2 separate regions of the Pan troglodytes genome follow, and region 1 is linked to region 2. Evidence: chromatin contacts called from public Hi-C data. All regions are on one chromosome and are shown on one strand. The core of a region is the stretch at or near the end of the contact, and the rest is flanking DNA. Distances in the headings are between cores, read along the strand shown.

Region 1 (5,752 bases), core at 69-2,568, 68 kb before region 2:
GGATTACAGGCACCCACGACCAAGCCCAACTAATTTTTTTATTTTTAGTAGAGATGGGGTTTCACGATGTTGACCAGGCTGGTCTTGAACTCCTGACTTCAAGTGATCTGCCCACCTCAGCCTCCCAGAGTGCTGGGATTGCAGGTGTGCACCACCGCTTCCCACCTGTTTTTTTCTAATAGGCTTCCTTATTCATTTCTCACAATGGCTTTTCCAAACCTTCTCCTCAAGGATCCAAACCCATCCTTGCTTCCTCAAAGATCCAAAACCACCCTTCCTATTTACGAAGGTGGTCTCCTGTCTTAGGTGACAAGAAAATGTACCTTCTTGCCCTCGTATCTACATGCTCACCTATACCCTCACCCGACTTTTCCCTCTTCCTCACCCCATCAAAGGCAATAATGCACCTGTTTTTATTCATCTGGGCCTTTGGTCTTCCCCTTCATATTTCCCGAGACCTCGCTTTCTTCTTTCTCTTGTATTTTTGATTTTTCTATCTCTTATGTGTCCTTCTCTAAAAGTTATAAACATGCACAAAATCTTTCCATCTCAAAATATAATACTCTTTACCTGGTGTCCCCTGCAGGCCATCTTCTTTATTTATTTACTTTTGCGCCAGCGTCTTGCTCTGAAGCCCAGGCTGGGTGCGTAGCGCGATCATGGCTCACTGCAGCCTCGGACTCCCGGGCTCAAGCAATCCTCCTGCTTGGAGGATCAGATTTTTTATCCTTGCAGAAGTGATAATATGACTTCTTCCTCATCTCCTAAACACCAGTCATCTGACATACACTGCAGATCTAAAATGGGCCTACGTGTTCTGTCCTTCCTTGCCTACCTGTTGAGCTTGCACCGCTTCTGTGAGTTTCCCCCCACCCACAAGTGATCCTTCTTCCTTCGCGCTCCACTAACCCGACATAAATGTTTATCATATAAAGTTTTCCGTTGCACTCTTGTGTTTATGTCTCCTGGCTTCTTCACCAAGCTGTGTGACAGCTGGGCCCTGTCGCCTCCTTCCTCGTATATGCAGCGCCTATCGCAGAGCCGCTTAATCTTTGTTGAAGGCAGCTGCGGTTCAGCCCTGAGTGCCACGGGACGGACGCCACTCATTCAGCCCTACCGGGGGCGCTGTGGCAGCCGGCATTGGTTGCCTTGCCCTCCGCTTGTCTCGCTCAGCTCTCGAGCCACACGCCCTGGGCTCCGCCCACTCCCTGACAACATCCCTCCTGCCCATTGGGCGAGCATGGACGGAGCTGTCCAATGGAGCGAGGCGTTGGTGCGAGGAGGCGCCGCCATCTTGGGGCTGCTGGGACTCGCGTCAGTTGGCGACTCCCGGACGTAGGTAGTTTGTTGGGCCGGGTTCTGAGGCCTTGCTTCTCTTTACTTTTCCACTCTAGGCCACGATGCCGCAGTACCAGACCTGGGAGGAGTTCAGCCGCGCTGCCGAGAAGCTTTACCTCGCTGACCCTATGAAGGTAAATCGCTGGCGGGGCCGCTGCTTTGGGCCCCAGCCCAGGATGTCTTCCCGCCATCCACTCGGCCCCTGGAGCTTCCCCAGCGCTCCCAGGAGGTGCTGGGAATGAACACAAATGGACCCTGCCAAGTTAATGTTCTGCTCTCTCGTCCCCTTCTTCCCTGATCTAGCGGCCCAGTGAGGCCCTGAAGCTGGCAACAGCCAGGTTCATCTCAGCCCTAAACATTTCTGCAATCGATCTTCCCGCCCCAGTCCCTCAGCTTCCTTTATGGCTTCGGTTGTTTTACGAGTCCCTGAAGCCAGGGCTCCTCCCCCTGCAGCTTCCTGTCCTTTGTCTTGGTTCACTTTTCCTGTACCGCCTAGGCGGTAAGGGTACCTCATGTATATAAAACTGATGATGTTTTTCTACTGCCGCTCAGACATTCTTGAAAGATTCCAATTTGGAAGCATCTGTACCCCCCAGAATATTGGTTCTTAGTATTTTGGGAGTCACAGGCTTTGGGACCATAAGAATAATATTTGCACCTTTCCTCAGAAAAATGGTATAAGTAAATGTATAAGTAAATGTTTGCAAACAATTTTAAGGGATTCATGGACCTCTGAAATACATTCTTAGCCCCCACAAAAATTATAATGGAGGTGGATGTCAGAGGTTAGCTCATTATTAAAAAGCAAAGAAGTCCAAGTGATGGGAGTTTAGCATTCGGGTCTTACTTTTCGTCTCTTGAGGTTTCGGTTATTTTATTGTCATGTCTAAGAATTATTTGAAGCATCTTCGTGTTAATTAAAAGTTCTGCTTCTTTTTAGAACTCAGCATATTGAAGGGATTTTATACTGAAAACCTCAGACCTGGTTATGTATGATGCTTCTTTTGTTTTGTGTTTGTTGTAACTCAGTTATCTCTTTTATGCTGCATTCATTTCCCACTCTCGTGTTACTGACCCCAAGTTAAATTAGGTTCTGTGGGAGACACAAAGGTGAATGAGATTCCGTTCAACCCTTAAGGAGCTGGTATTATTGGAGGGTATTATAGATACAGTGTATTGTGACTGTATCCCTCGGAGAAGAAAGAAAATTAAAAGCAGATAAAATCTCGGAAAACCGGGGCTCAGGATCTTTTTTTCTTTTTTTTTAATATTTTTATTTTTTTTGAGACGAAATCTCGCACTGTCGCCCGGACTGGAGTGCATTGGCTCAATCTCAGCTCGCTGCAACCTCCACTTCCTGGGTTCAAACGGTTCTCCTGCCTCAGCTTCCCGAGTAGCTAGGTTTACAGGCGCCTGCCACCACACCTGGCTAATTTTTTGTATTTTTAATAGAGGCGGGGTTTCACCATCTTGGCCAGGCTGGTCTGGAACTCCTGACCTCGTGATCCACCCGCGTTGGCCTCCCAAAGTGTTGATTACAGGTGTGAGCCACTGCGCCCAGCCCAGGGCTCAGGATTTACTGTGTGAAACTATTGATGATCATTAAGTAATATGAATTATGTTTTAAGTGTATGCAGTGAGCTGGTAACCTGTAACTCCAATGCCACATACAGTTTATAGTGCATATAAGTTTAAAGTGTGCAGCAAAGAATGTTGATAATTATGATTAAAAATAGTATTAGACCCACAGAAAGACCTAGGTAAGTAACAAGCTGTAAAACATTCTTAGTTCTATTTTTTACAATAAAATGATACAATAATAAATGATGGAAATTGTATTTTTTAAATTGAGTAATTTGTTTATAACACTGGTGACTTCTGGTTGCTTCATTTGGTTAGCTTCCCTTGTTGGCAGGGTCATTTGTTTCTTCATTCAGACAATGGTACTCTGAGACCACACACGACTTTTATCCAGAAGTACCCACAGTATAAACTAAAAATACTTGAGAAACAGTAAAGAATATATAAATTCACATCAAGAGTAACTGTACTGTAAGAATGTGATGGCAGTGGTAGGGAAAATGAAAATAATTAGAGCATCACTGTGAGCAAAGCATGTCTAGAATAGACGAGAAAGAGAATATTTCACCTCTTACCCAGTCAGAAAATTGCAGTTGGCACAGGCTGGAGTGCAGTGGCACAAATCACAGTTCGCTGCACCATTGAACTGGGCTCGAGTGATCCTCCCACCTCAGCCTCCTGAGTAGCTGAGACTACAGACATGCCACCATGCCTGCCTAATTTTTTTTTTTTTTTTAAAGACGGGGCTCTTGCTTTGTTGCCCAGGTTGGTCTTAAATCCTTGCCTCAGGTGATTCTCCTGCCTCAGCTTCCCAAGTAGCTGGGATTACAGACACAAGCCATGGCGCCTGGCTTGACTGATATGTTGAGAGGGGAGAGGATGAGTGTAGAGGAAGAGCTTAACAGTTTTTGTTTGTTTGTTTGTTTGTTTTCCAAGATGGTGTTTTGTTCTTGTTGCCCAGGCTGGAGGGCAGTGGCGCCATCTTGGCTCACTGCAACCTCCGCCTCTACGTGACAGGCATTTTACATATGTTTATATGTTACAGGCATTTAATATATATTTATGTGTGTTTACATAGATTTATACATAATACATGAACAATTACAGCAACCCATCAAAGTATATAAATGAATGATTTTATATCTGTTAAGTGATTTACCTAGTTTCTTGAGAGATTAAGATGAAATTTGGACCCAGATCTTTGAACCCCAAGTCCATTCTCTTTCTGCTAGGGCTAAAGAACAAATTTTGTCAGGTCTCTGGAATCTGTTTTCCAAAATTCTCTGTCTTCTCTCCGCAACACATTTAACCTGTTGATTATACCCAGTATCTTTTTACCACTCTGTCTTGTATTGCTGTAATTGAAGATGGCATTACCACCGGATTATGTAATAACCTCTTTGTTGGTCTGTCAGCCTTTTTAGTTCCTTAACACTCTTGCCACAACTGTCTAAAAAACAAAAGTTGAATTCTTCATCTCCTGCTTCAAAACTGGCTCTTTGATAACTGGATATAGTCCCAACTCCCAGTCACAGTCTGACCCATCTCCAGTCTTTCTGGCTTTGTCTCACCATTTTCATGATCTTCAGCTCTAGTCTCATGAAGCTACTGGATTGTATCCTTGTTCAGAATGATTTTTAGCCTTCTGCCCTCTTCTATAAGGTTAAAACAAAAAAAGCATTTCAAAGCCACCTCCTTTTTTAGACTTTCCTTTTTCCCAGTCTAAATTACTTGTTTTCTGTCTTTAGCATTTTATCTGTATATCCCTTTATAGGACTTAATTCATTCTGTCCTTGTGTTTTGGTTATTTTTGGTAAAGAACCTTGATTTTTCTTTCTTTATGGCATCTGACATGGTGACTTGGCACCCTCTAAATTACCAAATGGACCCTTTTATAAACACGATTGGCCTTTTTTCTTTTCTTTTTCTTTTTTCTTTTTTTTGAGACAGAGTTTTACTTTTGTTGTCCAGGCTGGAATGCAGTGGTGCAATCTCAGCTCACTGTAACCTCCGCCTCCCAAGTTCAAGCGATTCTCCTGCCTCAGCCTCCCGAGTAGCTGGGATTACAGACACCCACCACCATGCCCAGCTAATTTTTGTAATTTTAGTAGAGACGGGGTTTCACCATGTTGGCCAGACTGGTCTCGAACTCCTGACCTCGTGAGTGAACTCCTGCCCTCCCAAAGTGCTGGGATTATAGGCATGAGCCACTGCGCCCAGCCATGATTGGCCTTTTAACTCTCATTTCTCCTAAATGAAACCAGTGAGTGTTCCTTTAACTGAGAGTTAAAACTTCACATAGTTGTCATGCTTAGTATATTTTTAAGTGTTTCGTTTCTAGAGAACTGAATTTTTAAAATGTGTAAAACTGAATTTACTAGATCAATAAATAGAATCAGGTATTCTAAAGATAATTAACCTAGTTACTACTATTTATACCTGCTTAAATGCTTGATGAGTTCCCTTTCCTCCTTCACTCAGACAAATCGCATATAGTGATGTAACTTTTTTTTTTTCAGTCTCAGGAATGCAAAGACCGTAATGGGGAAAGGGCTAAGTTCCATTAGCCCTTTTTATTTAGTTTCCAGAATTGTCTTGGGGCCTCTGGTGCTAGATTGTAACCATTTTAAAATTATGTTTCTGTTCTGGCTTGTAGATAAGTAGCAGTTTTTATTTTATTTTATTTTATTTTATTTTATTTATTTTTTTTGAAATGGAGTCTCGCTCTGTCCCCAGGCTGGAGTGCAATGGTGCGATCTCGGCTCACTGCAAGCTCCACCTCCCTGGTTCACACCATTCTCTTGCCTCAGCCTCCCGATTAGCTGGGACTGCA
Region 2 (6,048 bases), core at 1,301-3,800:
GTGGCTTGTCCAGAGGCTGAAGCAGGTACACTGGGGCCAGATCAAAAGCAAACTCATTCCTGCAGGCGGTCCTCACCTCCTCCAAGAGCCTCAGCAGGGCCTTCGTCTGGGATCTGTTTCCCCTGCCCTACATTCAGCAGGACACAGGGGTTGATGGAGCTGCTGCAAGACCACCTTGGCAAGGGGTCTGGCCTGCTCCTTGCACACGGATACCTGGAGCAAGATGTGAGGCCCCACCAGACTATCCCACTAGGCCACTCCTGCAGCTCTGGCCCCGGGTTACAGGGAGCACCAAATCCCTGAGCAGGAGGTAGACAGGATCAGATCTGTGTTCCAGAAAGAACAGGAACACACTAGGGTGGAAATGGTGGTCGTGGTCGTTTTCAAGCTGCGGGCAGAGCCGAAAGGGAGATGGAAGCACTTGGCCAACTTGCAGAAATCCAGTTCACAGAGGTGACGTGTATACTGGAACTAGTTTTCATTGACCAGTTTTCATTTTGCCACCAAAATCATATTGAAAAGGCTGTTTCCTTTATCTCTGTCCCTGCTCCCTGCTGCTGTTGCTAGAGATTCAGGGTTTGAGTGAGGAAGGTAGGGTTGGGAGCGCGTGCTCTGGGGAAAGTGGAAGGTGGAGTGGGGGCTGTGGAGTATGCATCCTGGACCCAAGCTGGCTAGGTTTGGATTCTCCACTTAATAAGTAAAATGGAGATAGTAGTACCTATGTCCCATAGGCTGTTGAGAGGAAAACATGAATTAAAAGAAGGTAAGGAGCTTAGAACATGCTGCCTGGTATGTGGTCACCACAGTAGCTGGTGCCCTGAGCAGTTTCACGGTGCAGGGGTTGAGGGGAGGGAGGAGAGGTCAGTGGCAGGAGAGAGGTGACAGGTGTGTAGAGGCAAGGTGGGTGGGGGGAGGACCTTGGGGTGATAAGAGACACTTCAACTAAATCCATGCACTCCAGTCTGGTGCCCTGGGCGCAGCCTGCCTGTGACACGAGGATACCACACACCTTGCATGAGGTCTGAGGAGGGAAGCTGCATGGGCAGGGCCTGGCATTTGTAGGACTTTCCGGCTGCCCTTTGTCACACAACTGCATGTGGCACTGAGAGTGGGGCTTTGTGTTCTGCGTTCCCAGGAAGTTCTCCCTGGACGACCTGCTGACCAACGTCATGCTCTACTGGACAACAGGCACCATCATCTCCTCCCAGCGCTTCTACAAGGAGAACCTGGGACAGGGCTGGATGACCCAGAAGCATGAGCGGTGAGCCTGGCTGAGCCGAGAACAGGGGCCTCTGAGGCTGGAGGCAGGGGGACGGCCAGTCTTGGGCTCCACGAGGGGCACTTGGTGGTGGGATAAGTATAGCCTTGCCTGCAGGTGCCCCAGGGGCCCTTGGATGGGAACACTAAAGGTCGAGGTGTTTGGAGAAAGCCCTCATGGAGGGACCAGGTGCCTGGCTCCCGGGCGGCCCTCAGTACCGCTCCCCAGTCTAGGATGCTGGTCTGGAGTGGCACTGATGGTTCTGGGATTCCCAAGTCTCACATGGAAACCCTCAAAGGTGGGGATTTAGAGGCTGTCCCTCCCAGAAAAGAGAGGGCCCTCAGGGGAGAGCGGTTGAGACCCTGGATTTGTCCTTTTCTTTATGGCTCCTTGTGGGTGGGCCAGCTGATCTCACCCCCAGGCGCTTTAACCCCCTGCTGTGCAGGACGGAGGGGCGCAGGGCCACAGCCTCACCCCTCCGTCGGCTCTTTCACTTCCAGGATGAAAGTCTATGTGCCCACTGGCTTCTCTGCCTTCCCTTTTGAGCTACTGCACACGCCTGAAAAGTGGGTGAGGTTCAGGTACCCAAAGCTCATCTCCTATTCCTACATGGTTCGTGGGGGCCACTTTGCGGCCTTTGAGGAGCCGGAGCTGCTCGCCCAGGACATCCGCAAGTTCCTGTCGGTGCTGGAGCGGCAATGACCCACCCCTCTCCCCCCGCCCGCCACCTCCCCCCACAAGTGCCCTCCAGGCTTTTCTTGGGGAAGATACCCCTTTTCTGAGGAATGAGTTTGCCTCCGTCCCCTGCCCATGCTGGGAGCCCACGCTCACCCCTCCAAGCTCACTCCCCAACCCCCAACTCCGTGTGGTAAGCAACATGGCTTTGATGATAAATGACTTTACTCTAAAAGCAGCTGGAACTCAGTGACATGAGCGTGCGCTGACCCCACATGGGGCCCCCTGTGCAAGCAGAGCTGGCCGGCCCCTCCTTGCTGGCAGAGGCATGGGAGGCCTGCTGGGGATGAGGCCACTGGCCAGGGCTATGCTGCACCAGACCAATGGCACCGCCCCCACCCCTCCCAGCGCAGGGGCAGCTTGGAGCAGAGGCAGCACTGGCCACCACTGCGGGGGCAAGTCAGCGTCAAGAGAGTCCCTGAGTGAGAAGGCCCAGATAAGCCCAGGCCCACCAGGCCAGCGGACAGGCACAGGCAGGGCCTGCAGAGGTGCCAAGGCCCCAGGCCAGTTGTGCTAGGAGCCTGGACCTGCTCTTCCGCACCCCCATCCCGCCCCAACTGCACAGGCTTGTGCCTTGGTGCCCCCTGGAGGCAGCAGGGAGGAGGCTTCTCAGGCAGAAGTCTTAAGTTGCATCCCATTCCCCAGAATCCCCAGGAGGGAGAAGAGGGACGGGCTGCCCCTCCTTCCTGCCAGAGCCACAGCTCAAGGGCAGTGGGATGGCCCTGCACCCAGCCCAGGTACCCCTTCCTCTGTGCCGACCATGCTGTCCTTTGGCTCCGAGGAGGCCCTGAGCACTGCCCACCCCCACACCTTGGAGGGAGCAGACGGAGGGGGTGAGTACTGCACAGATCCTGCCTGGAGGTGCAGACTCATGCACTCAGCCCTGAAGAGGTGAGAGAGGCTGGATCTTAACTGTGGTCCAATGGGCATATTATGAGTGGTCCTTGTCCCTGCCTGCTATGGGGTAACCCTGACCCAGCTAGTGTCCCTGACAACATGATACAAAAACACAGAACTCTAGCGGGATACAGAGATGTGTGCACAGCTGGCAGGAGCACTGGCCACCTCCCAACCTGCTCCCCATAGCTTACTCCTGGATGTAGCCTGGAGGGACTGCTGGGCTGGGGAGGGACTGGCCATGGAGCAGGGAGCTGGATGCCAGCCGGACCTCAGACCTGGACTGCAGCATCTCTTTGGTTATCGGTTGTGTGTGTGCTCAGAAGGGAGGAGGCCTTCCCCTTGTTACATCTCTCTCTCCATATATTCTCCCGGACTCATCAGTTTGGGGGGCGAAAAGTCCACCACATGGTCTTGGCAACAAACCACTGGGGATGTCACCCCAGCTGCAGAGCTGCAAGCTTGTGCCGGAGGGGAAACTGGGTGAGCAAGGGAGGGGCGAGGCCTGCCTGTGCTCCCCTCACCACTGCTGGGACCAGAAAATATGGGCATCTGATAGCTCAGCTGGGCAGTCCCAACGCATTCCCACTCAGCCAAGGGCCTGAGCCCCAGGCCATTCTGGTTGTGTCTTTTCAGAGCAGTGAGACCTAAAACAGATGGGAAGAAGTCATGAACTTGGGAGTCAGGCCGCTTCACCTGTCTTCTCACCCCACAGGCTCCCCTGAGCCTGGCCCAGCCAGCAGCTCACCCAGCCTCAGGCCTCCTGGGGGGCAGCAGCCACACTGCCCGTGGCGCTCTGCGCCAAGCACTGTCCAGGGATAGTCCCGCTGATGTTGTGGATGGCACCATAGGTCTGCTGCTGCCGCTGCTGCGGAGACAGTGCTGTCCTCTCCGAGGCCAAGCCATTCAGAATCCGAGGCACGTAGGGCTGTCAGCAAATGGATTTGTGCTTGGCTTGGACAGGCATGAGCTTCCACACTGCATCCCTCCCCTCCTGCCCTTCTCCCAACAGGACACAGACAGTGGCCATAAAGGACTTATGAAGAAACACCAACATCCATTTAGGACATTAAGACCGAAAATATGACACCTGCAGAATTTCCTAGCAGCCAGGGCAAAAGAGAAAGCACAGTTATACAGTTCTCATGATCACAGAAGGAAGCACAAGAGAGCAGTTCTCAGAGGAAACTAAACTTCCTAGCCCTGGATCCTAGGAGGATTTCTCACTTTGTAGAAGAAACAAGTCTACCTATATAGGGGGGCTTAGAACGCTGCCCTGGGACCCCTGGGATGCTCAACATATCTGTGTGAGTCTCATTTTGAGTCTCATTTCCTCCCAATCCCAGGCTCCAGCCACTGACCCCAGGCACAGAGCCCTGCCATACTCCTCCCGAGACCCTGGCTGTGAGGGCTTGACATCATCCACCTGTCCTGCATGTTCCCTGCTTGGCCAGCATAGCCACAGGTGTGTCGCTGGGTAATGAGTCCTTCTGAGGCCCTCCCTTGTTTGGAACTTGTCCAAGGACAGACACCGATAAGAGAGCCTGACACCTGGGAGGCAGCCACCAGAAAGAACCCTGCAGATGAAGTCGGCTCTGTTCTGGCTACAGCTGTCAGGAAGGCCGGTGACTACAGCTCTGGAACCCTGGGGCTCTGCTTTCCCTTCCCAGCCCCACCCTAGGAGCAGGACCCTGGAGGCTGTGTGCAGAGAGAACTAGGAAGGCAAGGAGCCCTGTGTCTCTCTACCATGGGGTCTTCCTCTGAAGCAGGTGCAATGTTCATTTCTTGAATTCAAAGGGAAGTCTGCCTGACACCCTCTTGGAACCTAGTGGAGGACCTCGCACAGGCAGGTGCATCGCTGATGACAAACCTTTGTCAAACCCTAGCGCCTTATCATGTGCCTTCACTAAAGCCCCAAACTCACCAGGCATTAAATATGCAGAGAAGGAAAGAGAGCAGGGAACTGAAACCAAGGGGGATGGCCATGAATCGAGACAAGACTCTATCTCCTCAACAGTTTCAAATATGCAGGTTAAAATACCCAGGGGGACCAGGATTCCTTCTCTGCCATTAATTCACAAACTTGCCTGCCATGTGATCTTAGCAAGAGATGATCAAAGCACATTTGCCGAGGCCCATCTGGTTGGGACTGTTACAACCAAGGCAAAAAAAAGGGCGACAAGCTCGGAGGCTGAGGGGCACAGCTTACTGTGAACGGTGGGGGCATGTGGGCCTCTGCCTCACTTCCTTTGTCACTTGCAGGCTCTTCTGTCTGCAGATAACAGCAAAAACTTGCGATGATAAACAAAACTGATCTCTGTGAACGAACACCCTCCAAACACACAGACTATTAACACCCGGAATAATAGTACCAGCTGGCACCAAGCTCCCCGGCAGCCCGAGAGAGGATGGGGTGGGGGAGTGCAGGGATGAGGGGAGGAAGGGAAGCTACACATGGCACCCAACCACCCACGCCTTTCCCATGGAGAAGCAGAATCTGGAGAAGGCTGCTGCTGTGTTGATACAGACAAGGGTGGGCGGGGTTGACAGCGAGCCCGTCCCACCATCTGTTCCTCCCAGGGCTTGACCGGGCAGTGGGGTCGGGGGCCTTTACTTTGTAGTTCAGAGGGCTGAGGTGCTTGAAGCATCCAAAGCAGGTGTGAGCCAGGCAGACCAGGATGGTGAGCAGCAGCACCAGGAAGGTGAACAGAGTGGCAGGGGCCTTCATACCTGGTGATAGAGGGTGGCTAGCCTTGGGGTGGGTGGGGAGGGGCCACCACCTACCCTCACCCTGCTGAGGAAGGGGCCGCACCTGGTGTGGAAACTGCCCGTGACTTCTCCCTCAGGCAGAAAATAAAGGTAAGGCCTAACCCCCCACCCCCACCCCTCAACTCCAGCAGCAAGGATGGTGTCTTCACAGCCAGGAGCACAGAGAGGGACCCACTGAATGACTGGCATCATCCCTGGTCGGATTTCAGGCACTGGGGTGCCAAGTCAATGGCAATTCTTCAGCCTCCTTGCTGGTCCGTTCCCTCCAGTCTCCAGTGCCCTGGGCTAGAGAGGATGGACCCTCCCACACCCCCAGTCTGACCGGGGCAGACGTGTCTTTCCCCCAGGAGTGTCAGTTTTCTCTCCTCCATGTCCCCACCTCTTCCATG

What was found. A called contact is a pair of places that touch in the nucleus more often than the background predicts.
Region 1: a contact with region 2 is called in a Hi-C map of induced pluripotent stem cells, with 1.8 times the contacts expected there. The contact joins the promoter of SRP9 here to the enhancer-like site in region 2. A contact is called at or near these places in 3 of 7 Hi-C or Micro-C datasets (blood, induced pluripotent stem cells and stem cell-derived neural progenitor cells).

The regions. Positions count from the first base shown.
Region 1 is chr1:23,514,110-23,519,861 of NHGRI_mPanTro3-v2.0_pri, reverse strand. It overlaps SRP9 (signal recognition particle 9), which reads left to right and starts at 1,318. Exons shown (of 3, transcript NM_001246578.1): 1 at 1,318-1,472. The coding sequence starts at 1,401.
Region 2 is chr1:23,447,338-23,453,385 of NHGRI_mPanTro3-v2.0_pri, reverse strand. It overlaps TMEM63A (transmembrane protein 63A), which reads right to left. Exons shown (of 25, transcript XM_003308777.6): 22 at 5,505-5,620; 23 at 5,100-5,162; 24 at 3,639-3,818; 25 at 3,233-3,537. The coding sequence ends at 3,645. EPHX1 (epoxide hydrolase 1) reads left to right here. Exons shown (of 9, transcript XM_016939836.4): 8 at 1,136-1,261; 9 at 1,759-2,168. The coding sequence ends at 1,960. Among named protein-coding and RNA genes, the nearest start is that of EPHX1, 36 kb to the left of the region's middle. Within about 2 kb of position 2,550, at least 7 of the 24 cell types and tissues checked have an H3K27ac peak or open chromatin away from gene starts, as enhancers often do. A contact at or near this core is called in induced pluripotent stem cells, where this site is marked.